Linked DNA regions of Ovis canadensis: region 1 is linked to region 2. A link is a contact called in public Hi-C data. All regions are on one chromosome and are shown on one strand. The core of a region is the stretch at or near the end of the contact, and the rest is flanking DNA. Distances in the headings are between cores, read along the strand shown. Region 1 has its middle 7.1 kb from the start of BBC3. Region 2 overlaps SAE1 (SUMO1 activating enzyme subunit 1).

Evidence for each region. Hi-C and Micro-C count contacts between places; a contact is called where the count stands out from the background.
Region 1: a contact with region 2 is called in a Hi-C map of fibroblasts, with 4 times the contacts expected there. The contact joins two enhancer-like sites. A contact is called at or near these places in 2 of 2 Hi-C or Micro-C datasets (fibroblasts and lung).

The regions. Positions count from the first base shown.
Region 1 is chr14:67,305,757-67,312,656 of ARS-UI_OviCan_v2, reverse strand. No RefSeq gene overlaps it. Among named protein-coding and RNA genes, the nearest start is that of BBC3, 7.1 kb to the right of the region's middle. Within about 2 kb of position 1,991, the one cell type or tissue checked has open chromatin away from gene starts, as enhancers often do. A contact at or near this core is called in fibroblasts, where this site is marked.
Region 2 is chr14:67,250,311-67,256,829 of ARS-UI_OviCan_v2, reverse strand. The region is part of intron 5 of SAE1 (SUMO1 activating enzyme subunit 1); the gene reads right to left. Among named protein-coding and RNA genes, the nearest start is that of SAE1, 26 kb to the right of the region's middle. Within about 2 kb of position 3,584, the one cell type or tissue checked has open chromatin away from gene starts, as enhancers often do. A contact at or near this core is called in fibroblasts, where this site is marked.

The DNA.
Region 1 (6,900 bases), core at 742-3,241, 57 kb before region 2:
ATGCATTGGAGAAGGGAATGGAAACCCACTTCAGTGTTCTTGCCTGGAGAATCCCAGGGATGGTGGAGCCTGGTGGGCTGCCGTCTATGGGGTCGCACAGAATCGGACACAACTGAAGCGACTTAGCAGCAGCAGCAGCAGCAATTCATTCCCAAGTCCTGGTAAAAAATGGTACTCTTGCAATCTCCATTTTATAAAGCAGGATACCAAAACCCGGAGTCCTTGTGAGCTGTTTAAGGTCACACATCCAGCTGGGATTTGAACCCAAAGCGATCCTTCTGATTTCCAGAGCCCACACTAACACCTCTATAATAAGTTTTTGTAATTATTAGTTGTGCTTAGACAAGATACTTAATCTTTCTTGCCTCGGTTTCCGCTTATGTAAAATGGTGCTAATGATGGGAGGCTGTGAGGATTAAATAAGATTATACAGTTAAAGTGCTGAGAACGGTTCCAGACACACACTCTATGTGTAGGCTATTGTTGTTATTATCCATCAAATCCACACACAGCTACTGAGCAAATCATGTAGATTCCACTTTCAAAGTAAAATCTCAGTAAATCCAGAATACTACACTGGCCCCCTCCACCTCTGGCTTCTCAGGATGGTCAGAAGGGTTTAACCAGGACGGGTGCGTAAAGCGGTGAGTTGTCACAGAATTTGGCAGTAGGTGCACAGAATGTGGGAATCGCCATTATTACGATTATTATTATCATCATCATCCTGGCCTTTTTATCCTTCCAGCTGCTCAGGACAAAACCCTCTAAATTCCTCTTTCCCACACATCCACACCCAATGCCTCGGCCAATCCCATCGGCTCCACGTTCAGCCTGACTCCACAGTACCCACTCGGGTCCAGTCTCCACCATCCCAACCTGTGCTATTACAATCGCATCCTCCCGGGGCTCTCGGCTCGCTCCGCCCACAACCCGACAATCTGTTTCCCACTTGGCCGCCAGGGGGCGCCTTAAGAACGAAGTCAGCTCACCTCCCCGTCTCTGCTGGGAACTCTCCAGTGGCTGCCACCTGACGCCGAGTAAAAAGTAAAGTCCTCAGCACGATCTAATCTTGTATGGACTTCACCCTCTCTCTTTCCTCACGCCCTTCCAGCCCCACAGCGCTCCTGTCTCCTCTGGACATGTCCACTCTTGCCTTAGGACCTTTGTACCTGCCTTTCCCTCTGTAGGGGCACCTCCTTTGGGCTCTTCCTCCAGTATCACTTTCTCTGGAAGATCTTTCCTGCTCACCGTGGTGATTAAGACCACTCTCAACACTCTCGGTCCACCTTCCCTGCTTCTTTTATCTACTTTGAGACTCATTTTGTATTGTTAATTTTATTATCCATTGCCTATCTCCTCCAAACTAGAGTATCAGCCCCAGGAAGGCAGAGATTTTTGTCTGTTTTCTTCACTTCTGCGTCCCCAGCGCCTGTAACAGTGCTTGGCATAGACCTTCCAACGTAGGGGGTGGGTTCTGTCCCTGGTCGGGGAGCCAGGAGCCCACATGCCTGGCAGCCAAGAGTCAAGATATAAAACAGAAGCAATACTGTAGCAAATTCAATAAAGACTTTAAAAATGATCCACATCAAAAAAAATCTTAAAAACGAAAAGAAGAAGAAATGACCGCAGACATCTGGGTGATTACTAGCATTCCCTTCTCACATGTGAACCTCTAAAGGGCTCTATTCATCAGATATGTAACCCAGGCGGCTGACCTCAAGGCTCTGACCTCAGTTTCCCAGTTGTAAATGGGATAGAAAATTGCCTCTGTCTCATGGGGTTGCTGTGAGGATGAAATGGATTCCTATTTGCCGCACTCGCACTCGTGAGCTGGTGACATCGTGAACTGCAAAGGTTGGGTTTTTACGCCGGAGCTTGCGCTTCCTCCTTTCGCCGCTCGGAGGCAGCAGGCGCCCAGCGGATTCACCGGCTCGGCCAGCGCGGGATGAGGAACGGGGGCAACTCCGGCGGAGGAAGCTGATGAAATCCAAGCCAACTTGCAGTGAGCTCATCCGCCCGGGCGCCTCCGGAAGCCACGGGGCCTCCGGGGCTCCGGCTGGCCCGAGCGATAAAACTCCAGTGCTGAACCAGGGAGGGAAGTCCTTCCTGAAGTCTGCCCTGCGTGGGGCCTGCTGGCTGAAGCCTGGGTTTGCGGGGAGGGGCGAGGGTGAAGTAGCGAATGGTCGGTCCCCCGGCTGCCTCCGCAGAATGAAAAGTGAATTCTGAGCTTGACTGTGGGAGTGAGAGAGAAAGGGGACGGGGAAGGGAAGGAGGCAGAGCCAAGACGTGGGAAGACGCAAAGATGGGGAGACTGAGGCAGAGGAGGGGGAGACAGAGAGAGCCCGAGAAAGTCTTAGGAGGGACAGAGACAGGAAGAGAGAGTTGGGGAGAGAGAGAGATCAAGGAGAGACAGAGGTGGGAGGCGGGAGACAGAGACAAAAAGAGAAAGAGACAAACGAGGACACACACATAGGGAGAAACAAGCGGGGACGACAGAGGCGGAGAGAGTCCTAGCGAGTGGCCGAGATGGGGAAGGAGAGGGAGATGGAGTCAGGGCTGCAGAGATCGAGGTGAGTTTGGGGAGCGGTGGGGTGAGGGCGATCTGGGAGGGGCACTCGGGGTTAGGGTCGCCTGTAGGGGCGAGCCCTGCGGGATATAGGCGGGGCCCCTCCCTACCCCCTCATCCCCACTGTGGCGGCGGCGGCGGCCGCGGCCGAGTTACGAGTTACCAAGTTACCGCAGGATTCGGAAGCTTCTCACTGGCGAGGCCGCAGCCAATCAGAGAGCAGCGTCGCTGTTCTCGGGCAGGAGGCCTGGAGATGCACCTTCCCCCGACACCCAGCGAAGCACGCGGCCACACAATCACAGTGGCTCACACACTTACCCTGTCCCAGGGACACGCAGCATCGCCTGCCCCCCATACGCACACGATCGCAGCGACACACATCGTGTCGTACACACGCGGCCCCAGGAACACGCAGAGACACACAGCATCGCAGACGCACAAAATCTCAGGGACACAGTCGCAGTTCCGGGACACACAGCACTGCCGAGACCCACAATCACCATGACACACAACATTACCCTAACACACAACCACACTGAAACCCAGTGTTGCCCAGACCCATGCATTCTGCATGTCTTAGACCCTAGAACACACAATATAAGTGGCACACACAATGCCAGTGGTCATGGCACACACATTATCGCAGTGATACACACAATCACAACAATGACTCATTCAATCACAGTGACACAAGACTGCACAGACACACAACCTTATTAACAAAGGCACAGTCTCATGGACACACATCACACTGACAAACACAATCACAACAACACACATAATCAGAAGGACACACAGCACTGCACTGATGTACATACACTCAGTAACACAGTCCCACAGACTCACAACATTTCCAATACAATGACAAGAGTATCCTGCTATACACAGCGTTGTCCAAACACACATTAGCAGTGACAGGCACGCACATTTTCCCCTTGACACGCAGCAAAGCACTCAGGCACACACTATCACAGTGACACACAACGTACCACACAAAATCTCACAATTCCACTGAGGCACAGAGTGGCCTAGATAATCCCAAGAATGTGAAGTTTTGTGCACACACACTTACAACGATGATGGTACACACACACAATTCCAGGATCACACAGCATTGCAGACACAATCATAGTGATGCAACCACACAGTTGCACCGTTGCATACAACCACAGCATGTCCACAAACATTTCTGCTAATGCACAACAGCACTCCAATGCGTATCCAATCCCGCTGTCACAAACACAACCACAGCGACATACATCACCTCATCTATGCACACCAGGAAGTTGCACAAAACAGCACATGAACACAAACACATAGATACACCATCACACTCACACACAGCATGCCCAAATATCATACAAATAGCACACTGACACACAATGACAGAGTCAGAGCCACCCCGTGGGACAAATGCCATCACACAACATCATCCCTGTGACACACACCATCAGCTGATACAGGACAGTACACTGACACAGTTCCACACCGCAACTTTACACAAACACAGCTCAGATAAGTCAACCCCTGGACACGCAGCACAGTAGCCCAGCAGACTGACAGGGAACTCTCCAGGACACAAACCACGCAGTCACACAAACACACAGTCTCACACACGCACTCATCCCTGCCCTTGCCCCAATAGGATATGTGTGATGTGGGATGCTTGGGGGGAGGGGAAATGCTAAGTGGGCTTGTGTATGTATGTGTGCTTGTGTGCGTGTGTGTGTGCGTGTGTGTGTGTGTGTGTGCTTATGCCTCCCTCTCCTGGCCCTTCCCCTGGGGCGGGGCCGTGCGGCAGCCGCTGTTACCGGGTAAACTTCCCCGCCCCCCCCAGCGCGGCCATTAGTCACCCCCCTCCCAGGATGATGTCATCGCCTCATTCTGGAGGCTGAGTAATCCTCGACTCCACCCCCCCACACCCCAGGTACCAGGGTAGGGGCGGGCCGCACCTGGACTCAACCCGCGTCTGGAGCTGGGGGCTTGGCTGCCTGGGTCTCCTGGGGGTGAGGACTGAGGAATCTGAGCCTCTCTGGAGTAGCCTGGGCGCTCACATCAGGGTCCCTTGGGGCTGCAGGCTCGCGGTCCCGGATCCCTGGTGGCCAACTAAGAGCACTGGGAGCCAGGATCTACCAGACCTAGGGTCCTGGGCATCCCAGGGCCCCAGGACTTGGAAGGGACCCCCTGCACACTGTGAGGGGCTGGGTCACCTCGCCAGGTGACTGGAGGAGGGGAGGCTCTGTGACACTTGGGGCTTCACTCCTGGGTTCCCGGCATGTGGGTGGTGGGGGGAGGGGGGAGGTTGAGTGCCAGGGAGCAGAGGGCGTGGCTGTGGGGTCAGATGCCTGCGACCTGGTAGATCAACAAGCTAGACCCTGGGGAAAATGACTCGGAGGGGAGGCGAGCTCGCTCGCAGCCTACCCCTTGGGGCTGGGTAGGTGGTAGTCTGGATGAACTGGACACCTGAGGGTCTGGTAACTGGTGTATCTGTGGGGTCTCCCAGAATCAGTATGGTGAGGCGCCAGGATGCCCACGGACTCTGAGACATCTCGTTGCCTGAGGGCCCAAAGACCAGAGTCTCTGCTTCCTGTGGGGGTGGGGAGCTCAGTTCTAACTTTCTCAGAAGCCGACCTGCCTGGGTTCCCTCTGGGGGCAGCCTGAATGCTTCTTTCCAGGGACTGGGAAACTAGCATCCCTTGGTGGGGGGTTCATATGCTCGTTGTCACAGGACAGGGCATGCCTGAGTCCTTTGAGGAGAAGGGGAGACCCCTATTTTTATGGGATCTTTTTCTGGGAGAGATTCCCCAGCCCCTGTGTTTTTTTAAAGTCAAGATGCCTAAATCCTGTTTGGGGAGGGTCTGAGGTGGGGGGGGGGGGGCATGTGCAGACAACCAGCTCCTATCTTTGCGGAGTCAGGATGCCCAGGTCTCCCTCTGAGAAGGGGAGGCTTGCTAGCTGTTTCCACAAGGCCGACTCCAGCGTGCCGTCCTGGGGAGGGACGGGATGCGCGGCCCCTATTTCCAGCCCATCCTAAGTGCCCATCCTCGTCAGGGAGTGCGAGTTACGGTGAGGGCCGGGGGGGGGGGGGGGCGGGGAGGTGGGGGCGGCAGTGCCCAGCCCGGGCCTCACCCCAGCCGGCCGCAGGCTTGCAGGCAGTGAGCCCGGCAGCTCCCTGGGGCCCGCCTCCCCGCCCCCCGCGCCGAGGGCTCCCCAAGATCCGGGCGGGCGGGCAGGCGCGGCGGCGGCCAATGAGCGCGCTCGCCGTCTCCGGGAGCCGGGCCGGCTCTGCCCGCCTGGCATTGGGCACGCGGTGGGCAGCGGCGGGCGGGGCCTGGGGGGTCCTCGCGCCTGGTTGGGCCAGGCTTGTTGCTGGGTAACGGGGCGGCGAGTTTCCCCTGGCAACGGCGGCGGGTACCGCTCACTGGCTGGCCGGGAAGGAGGGGGGGCGCGGGCGCGGGCAGGCCCCGCAGACCCCAGCAACAGCGCGCGGCCCCCGCCCCGCCGGGGAGCGGTAACCTTCACACGCGCCGGCCGCTCGGACCCTGCGGACACCGGCGCCCCCGCCCAGCCCCCACCCGGCTCCAGTCCAGCCCCGGGGCCTGAGAGGCCGGCCGCACCGAGGGGACCCGGGAGGCCCCCCTCCCCACCGCGGAAAGCCAGGACTCACAGCCTGCTCTGAAAAGTTAAGTCCTTTCCAACTCCCTCTCCGGTGCTGAGAAATCTACTTCCCTGGAACGGCATTCAAGATACCGGGGCAGGTTGCGGGTCCTCAGTAAATTAGCTGGGACGTTGTTTTTCTTCACCCAGCACTTCGCATGGAGCCCAGCACTGCCCGATACGATACTGTCCTACCTGCGTTACAAATCGGAATTCATTGATTAATCTTCACATTGAAGTTGGGGTCCTATGGCGATCGTCTTTGTACACGTGGGGAAACTGAGGCGCAGAAGGAGGAAGCTACTTCCTCAAGGTCATCGTTTGAACCTAGGCAGCCTGGCTCCAAAATCTGGATGGTGTATATCTTCACTGTGTTGACTGTCCCTTTGAAAGGCATTAATAGTCCAAATGAGGGACCTCCCGGGTGGCTCAGTGGCTGACTCTGCACTCCCAAGGCAGGAAGCCCAGGTTCTATCCCTGGTCTGGTCGGGGTGCTAGGTCTCACATGCTACATCTAAAGACCCAGTGCAGCCAAATAAAGAAAATATTCAAAATGAGAAACTGTGCCAGCCAGTGAAACACACTAATGGCTGGCCCACAGGCCGGACTTGAAACCCCTGCCCCAACCTGAGGGTCTTAGCTGGAAGACCTTCTCTGGATTCTCAGAGAATCAATAG
Region 2 (6,519 bases), core at 2,335-4,834:
GCCCAACAATAAATATAAAAGATGAATTCTCCACACAGTCTATCAGCTATCAAATTATGGGGTTGTGCTGAGCCATTTAGATAGTGGGAGACTGCAATAACCTCTATGCAATAGGAAACTGGCTCAACAGATCACGGCAAGGCAAAGCGAGGAAGACCTACCAGACAGCCACTTAAAAATCATGTTCTCCAACTGTATGCCAACTATAGCTCAATAAATAAAATAGAGTAGAACAGAAGCATGCTCTCCAAAGGAGACACAAAGATTTGAGGAGTGCTTATGAAAACACACGGAGTGAAAAAAGGAAAGATAACACACACATATATATATATATGCCACATACATTAGGTCATTATGTATGTCTTGCATATATTTACATATATTAACTAGCACTCCAATTTATTATGCACATGCATAAAAAGAATAGTGACATTACTGGGTAGCAAGATTCACATTTTCTCAGTTTGTTCTATATTTTCCACATTGGAACTTGTGAAACCATTTTGTTTTCTGTGGGTTTTTTTTTTGGCTGTGCCGCATAGCATGTGGGATCTTAGTTCCCCAACCAGGGATCAAATCCATGCCTCCTGCAATGGAAGCATGGAATCTTAACCACTGGACCACTGGGGAAGTACCCTATTTTATTTTTTAAAATCAGGCTGAACATCTATAAGAAGTGATAAAGATCTGGATGTAAAGCAGCATGTAAATCAGAACTGAAACAACTTTTAAACTACAGATTTCGAGGTCTAATTTCCACACCTACTTATCAGAGACTATAGTTTTCAAAAGCATTTTAACAACTGACAACCACAACCCGAGACAGTTTTCACACTCGGCAGAGTGGCAAAAGAGCCCCAAGTTACCAAATGTTACTGTTACATGCTGCTGGGTTGGAATGTAAATAGAGAAAATGCCTTAAGACTTCCTTTTTTAGAGGCTGGTGAAGCTGAAGGTGTGCACACTCTAATTCTCCTGTGCCCTAGAGAAATCACACACCCACCCAAAGAGATCATCTAGGCACGCACGTGACACTGACTGCAACACAATTTGTAACGGCAAAAACTTACATAGCTAAATGCCTATTAACAGGAGAATAAATAGTAATGTTTTCACACAACAAATACTCTGTGGTCAAAACAAATAAACAAAAAACCCACCGATAAAACTGTCTTGCAATGACTGTTGTCCAGGAGAACTTGCAATGATGACAAGAACACTCTGTATATGGGTGCTTTGCAATATGGATGCCACAGGCCGTGTGTGGTTACTGAGCATGTGAAATGTGGCTAGTGAGACTGCAGAACTGAATTTTTAAATTAAATTTTATTAATTTTAATTTGAATGGCCACACGCGGCTGGTGGCTACCGTAATGGACAGCAAAGCTCCAGACCTACACACAAACACAGATGGCCTCACAAAGCTGCTCTTAAAAAGCATGTGGAATGGAGGAGGAAATGGCAACCCACTCCAGTATTCTTGCCTGGAGAATCCCGTGGACAGGGGAGCCTGGCAGACTACAGTCCATGGGGTCTCAAAGAGCTGGACATGACTTAGCAACTACACAGATATAGGAGAGACAGAAGTGTGATGGGACAAATTATGTGTATGGGATTAAGAGATGAAAAACTCCTATTTATAAAACAGCAGCAAGTTTATATTGTATCAGATAAAGAATTACAGCCATTATTGTATAATAACATTTGGTAGAGTATAACATGTAAAATACTGAATCACTGTGCTGTATACCTGAAACTAGTATAATATTGTAAATCTACTGCAATTAAAAATAAAAAATTTAAAAAATAAAAGGTGAATTTCCCACGGAGAATTGTTAAGATTGTATTTTCTGGATGGTACAAGCCACCAGACATTTAATAAAGGGAGTATCTATGAACAACAACAACAAAAAAGCATGTGAAACCAATTTTTAAGAAATTAAAAAGCATGCCAAACAATTCTGTATTGCTTGGAAACATAGTCGAGAGCAGGAAGAAGAAATGCATGGGAATGAGAAACATGACTGAGGACAGCGGTTACTCATGTGGGCGAGGGGCATCCAAGTGGCCGCAACCACCCAATAGTGTTTTCTGCTTTAAACGGGGTGGTGGTTTCATGGTGGTTTCGCTCTACATTCTTAATTTCTACCCTACAACATCACCTAGTAAGCGTTATTCCATTGTTGAGATTACAAACACATGATGAAACACCATGCCAAGCCGGCCTATATCCACTCTCTGGATACCTTAGTAAACCCTCACCAATGTGCCAGCAGACCTGAGGAGACAGAGAAAGAACACGCAGATCGGTACAAGCGTCCTGGAGACCTTCCGCTTATTAAGGTGGACAGTGTTTGCTTGAGCGTTGTGTTTTATGACTTGCACTGATGTCACATGATTTTTGTGTCTCAAATATCACACACACACACACTGCTGTGATGCTGGCAGGGACTTCTATTCCTCATCCATAGAACCGAGAAACTTCTCTCCGATGAGACAAGGCACGAGCAGCACCCGCTCCAAAACTCTTCTACCTGGGAAACCTGCCATCAACTTCCCATCAAATCCTCTGCAATGTACACCCTGCCCCCTCCCTGCCTGCCCCCAACCACAAACATACCAAGTCACTCTGAGAGGGAGTTTTGAACCTCTCTGGCCTGCAGGTTCTGGTCCAGGCAACAACTCAATAACAGACTTCTACACAGTCTTCACCAAGAACCTCGTCTTCTTTAAAAGTCTGTTCTCAGCTCAGTTCAAATAACCTCAACTATGAGAACTAACATACTACAACACTAATCAATTTATTCAATCACAAAGAAAGTTAAATCCTTTCTAACTGATGAACAAATCCTTTTTACAACAACAATAATCTCCCAAGTTGGGTCATCTTATGCTTCCTGTACACTGAACACACGTCCTGAACACGCATGTGTGGGCCCTGCACTAGGAACACAGCTGGGAACCAAACTCCCCAGCCCAGGCCGAATGGAGTTTGCGTGAACGAGGGAGGCACTGCCAAGTCATCTGAGGGGCAACGGGTGCTGCCATCAACGTGCCAGAGGAGAGGCAGAGCCACTAGCCAGCCACCAGGAATGTTGCTGTAAAGATGGGGCTGAGAGGAGGATGCGAGTTGTCAACAAATAAATGGCTCAGAAAGGAGAAATCAAAGCAATGAATCACTCTTCAACTGTGGAATTTCACAACTAATTCATGAAAAAGGGACTTCCAGGGCCAAAATTAGTCACCCACTACTTCAGAAGGGGTAAAATTAAGTCTATTTCTTAGCATGTCAGAAGCAAATCTTTATGTTTAATCTTTAAAAAGCTGTCACAGAGAGTATCCACCCCCAAGAATCTATCCACTCCTGTCCGGCAGCCCCCTAACAATGCAGAAACAGGGGCAGCAACATGGGAGCACACTGGCGGTCATTCATCCTGAAAGTTTTCAGAAGTGACCCTGATCTTCACATACTTCAGCCTGGCATCCTCACCCAACTTCAAGTCATCCTGGAAACCCCAAGGGGCTGCGCCTTGTGGTGATAAAGCGCCCCTGCACCCTCGGCCACCGCCCGTGTTCTCCCCTCCCTGTGTCAGCCTCTCAGTCATGACTGACTCATTGTGACCCCATGGACTGTAGCCGCCAGGCTCCTCTGTCTATGGGAGTCTCCAGGCAAGAATACTGGAGTGAGTTGCCATTCCCTTCTCCAGGGGGTCTTCTTGACCCAGGAATCGAACTCAGGTCTCCTGCAGTGTAGGCAGATTCTTTACCATCTGAGCCACCAGGGAAGCCCACCCAGTCCTTCCTCTGACACAGCTGTGTGATCTCAGGCAGGTCCCTTAACTTCTCCGGGCTTCAGGGTCTGCTGTAAATGGAGATAAGACAACTAACGTACTTCCCTGCACCCGATGCAGTGCCTTGTACACAGTAGGCATTTTGCAACTCACAGATACAGAAAGAACTGGCTGTTTGGAGCCAGGAAGTCAGAGTCGTTCTGTCTCAACATCTGAGCTTTTTCTTGACCCTGTTTCCTGTGACTGGCTGCTGATCCTGGCTTGGGTACTTGCAAGACTGTTCTTCACATTTCAACTCTAACAACTCTTCCTCAGGGAAACCTTTCCAGACACTTCCTCATCATAAAACCGCTGCCATCTCCTTTACGTGCTGTATATGGTACCCACTTCATGCCTGTGCCCAAGACCTGTTTCTGGGGAAATCTCTCTGATGACTCCTCCTGGGCACCAAAGGAAGCACACAGTGTCCTGAGCACCAGTCTCTGGGCTGGGCATCTGCCCGCCACTGTAGTTCTCACCTTCGCACAGGTGCTAGAAAGGCCTGGCCAAGCATCTTCCTAGACGGTGTGAAAACCACAGCTCTGTTTTTCCTCTTTGTTTTTTAACGTTTCTAATTTCGGAGCACAATGTGTACCTTCAAGCACAAGTGGGTGTACAACATAGGGTTGAACCTAAGGAAAGGGGGGAGGGGAAGGGAACCCTCACCAGAAGCCTTTCACAGGAAACAGGAAGTGGCTGCTTCCCCACCCCCATCCTGCAAGGCTGAGAGCATAGCCCAACTAGTTGAAAGGGCAGAATCTAAACCCAGGGATTTTTGAATTGGAGGAAAACTTCGGAACTGTGGAGCAGTCACTGCCAAAATGGAGACGGCACATTCTCGCAAGGTGGCCGAGCCCCGGCCTGGCCCCAGCCTTCTGCAGCTCCCGGGGCAGCCACACAAAGACAAGGTTTGGAATCCCGGAGATTGTCATGAGGAATGCCCTGCATGCCTCACGACCTTCACGGCTCAGGGCTGGAATCCAAGCCTGAATTGTCCCCGTGAAACAGCTGACTAACAATGTCAGCTGGGGAATATTTTGATACCTTCAAATTGGGCCCTGTGGAGGAAGAGGCTACACAAAGAACTGTGTGCCTGAAGAGCCCGCAGAATGGTACGCAGAGGCCACCCAGGGTCTGCCAGGCTGCCCACATTCTCCTCATAGCTCGCTAAAGTGGCTCCCAAAAGAGGTTTCCAGATTCGCCCCAGTGGGCACCAGCAGACTGACTCCCAGGAAACTTCCCGCTGTGCAGGGCTCACAAAGCTAGGGCTCTCTCTATTTGAATGTGAAAGGCCCGCCTCAATCAGAGAAGGCCCTTAAGCCATAAAACCCTTCACACCAAGGCCAAGTGTCACACTTGTAAGAGGGTGTGATTTATAAATTGACAGCACCCACAAAGCTGCTTTTGTCCTCCTCCCTTAGTTAACAATTTATCTCCCCCAACCAAACTCACGGAGCCATTCAGATAAAGCTTGACTGGGCCTCAAGAAGAAAGAAAGAAAGGAAGAAAGAAAAAGACGCAAGTTTTGGCCAAAACACTAATGTTCACTCTGGATAATTATGGTCCTGTGAATAGACACTAAAATTAGGGCTTAATAATTCCTCTGTATCGCACTCACAGCATCGAACTATTCCAACACAAACATAAAAAGCAGGAGAAAGAAAATCTCCAATGCAGCCTTGCTGGAAACTCAAGAGTTCCACTTCTGTGGTTTTCTGCAGTCTCTTTTGTGGTTTCTGCACTCTTAGAATCCCCCCTTTAGAGCAATTTTAACTCAACGCCCTGACCAGCTGGTTTTTTTTCTCAACGTTTAAATCTACAAAGTAAAGAGTAAACATGGGCTTGGCCATGTCTTTCCTCTTGGTTTAACAAAACCAATTCTGGCCACTTGGATTTGTTTTCCTCATCGCATGAATTCCCTTCTCAAATTCCAACACTAGCTATGAAACCATCATCTATCTACTGATTCCTGTTCCACTCTTTCTTATATAAAATGAATTATAGTACCAATCCTAACATAAACTACGTTAAAAAAAAAATATATATATATATACACACACCTGAGAACACTTGTCAATATCAAGACCTTTCTTCTTAAAAGGTTATTTGGTGGGGAAAAAAACAAAAACTTTATTTTAAAAAAGCAATAAGCAATTCAAGTTTAAACTGTCTCCCTGCCCATTAAGGAGCCTACTAAATTGTCTACCAATTTGAAAACAAAAAAATCTGTACAAGAGTAATGGCTTGTGCTCAACAACAGTCTTCTTTATGCTACTCCATACACCAAAGGTTCAAACTGCTGGCCCGCAGAGCAGGTAAGTGAGGAGGCACACGTTCTCTTTAGTCTCTACACGGTGCAAGGGAACAGCATGCAAAAAGGCTGCTGGCATTAACAAGTCTGAGACAGAGCATATGAAAAAAATCTACATTTCTCACTCTCTTGAAAAATCACATCTGGGCATCACTAGGTTCACATTTTCTCCAGAAAAACATCTACTTCTTCTTCATTGACTACACTAAACCCTTTGATTGTGTAGATCACAACGAACTGTGGAAAATTCTTAAAGAGATGGCAATACCAGGCCACCTTACCTGACCCTGAGAGAAGCAACAACTAGAACCAGACATGGAACAACAGACTGGCTCCAAATTGGGAAAGGAGTACGTCAAGGCTGTATATTGTCACCCT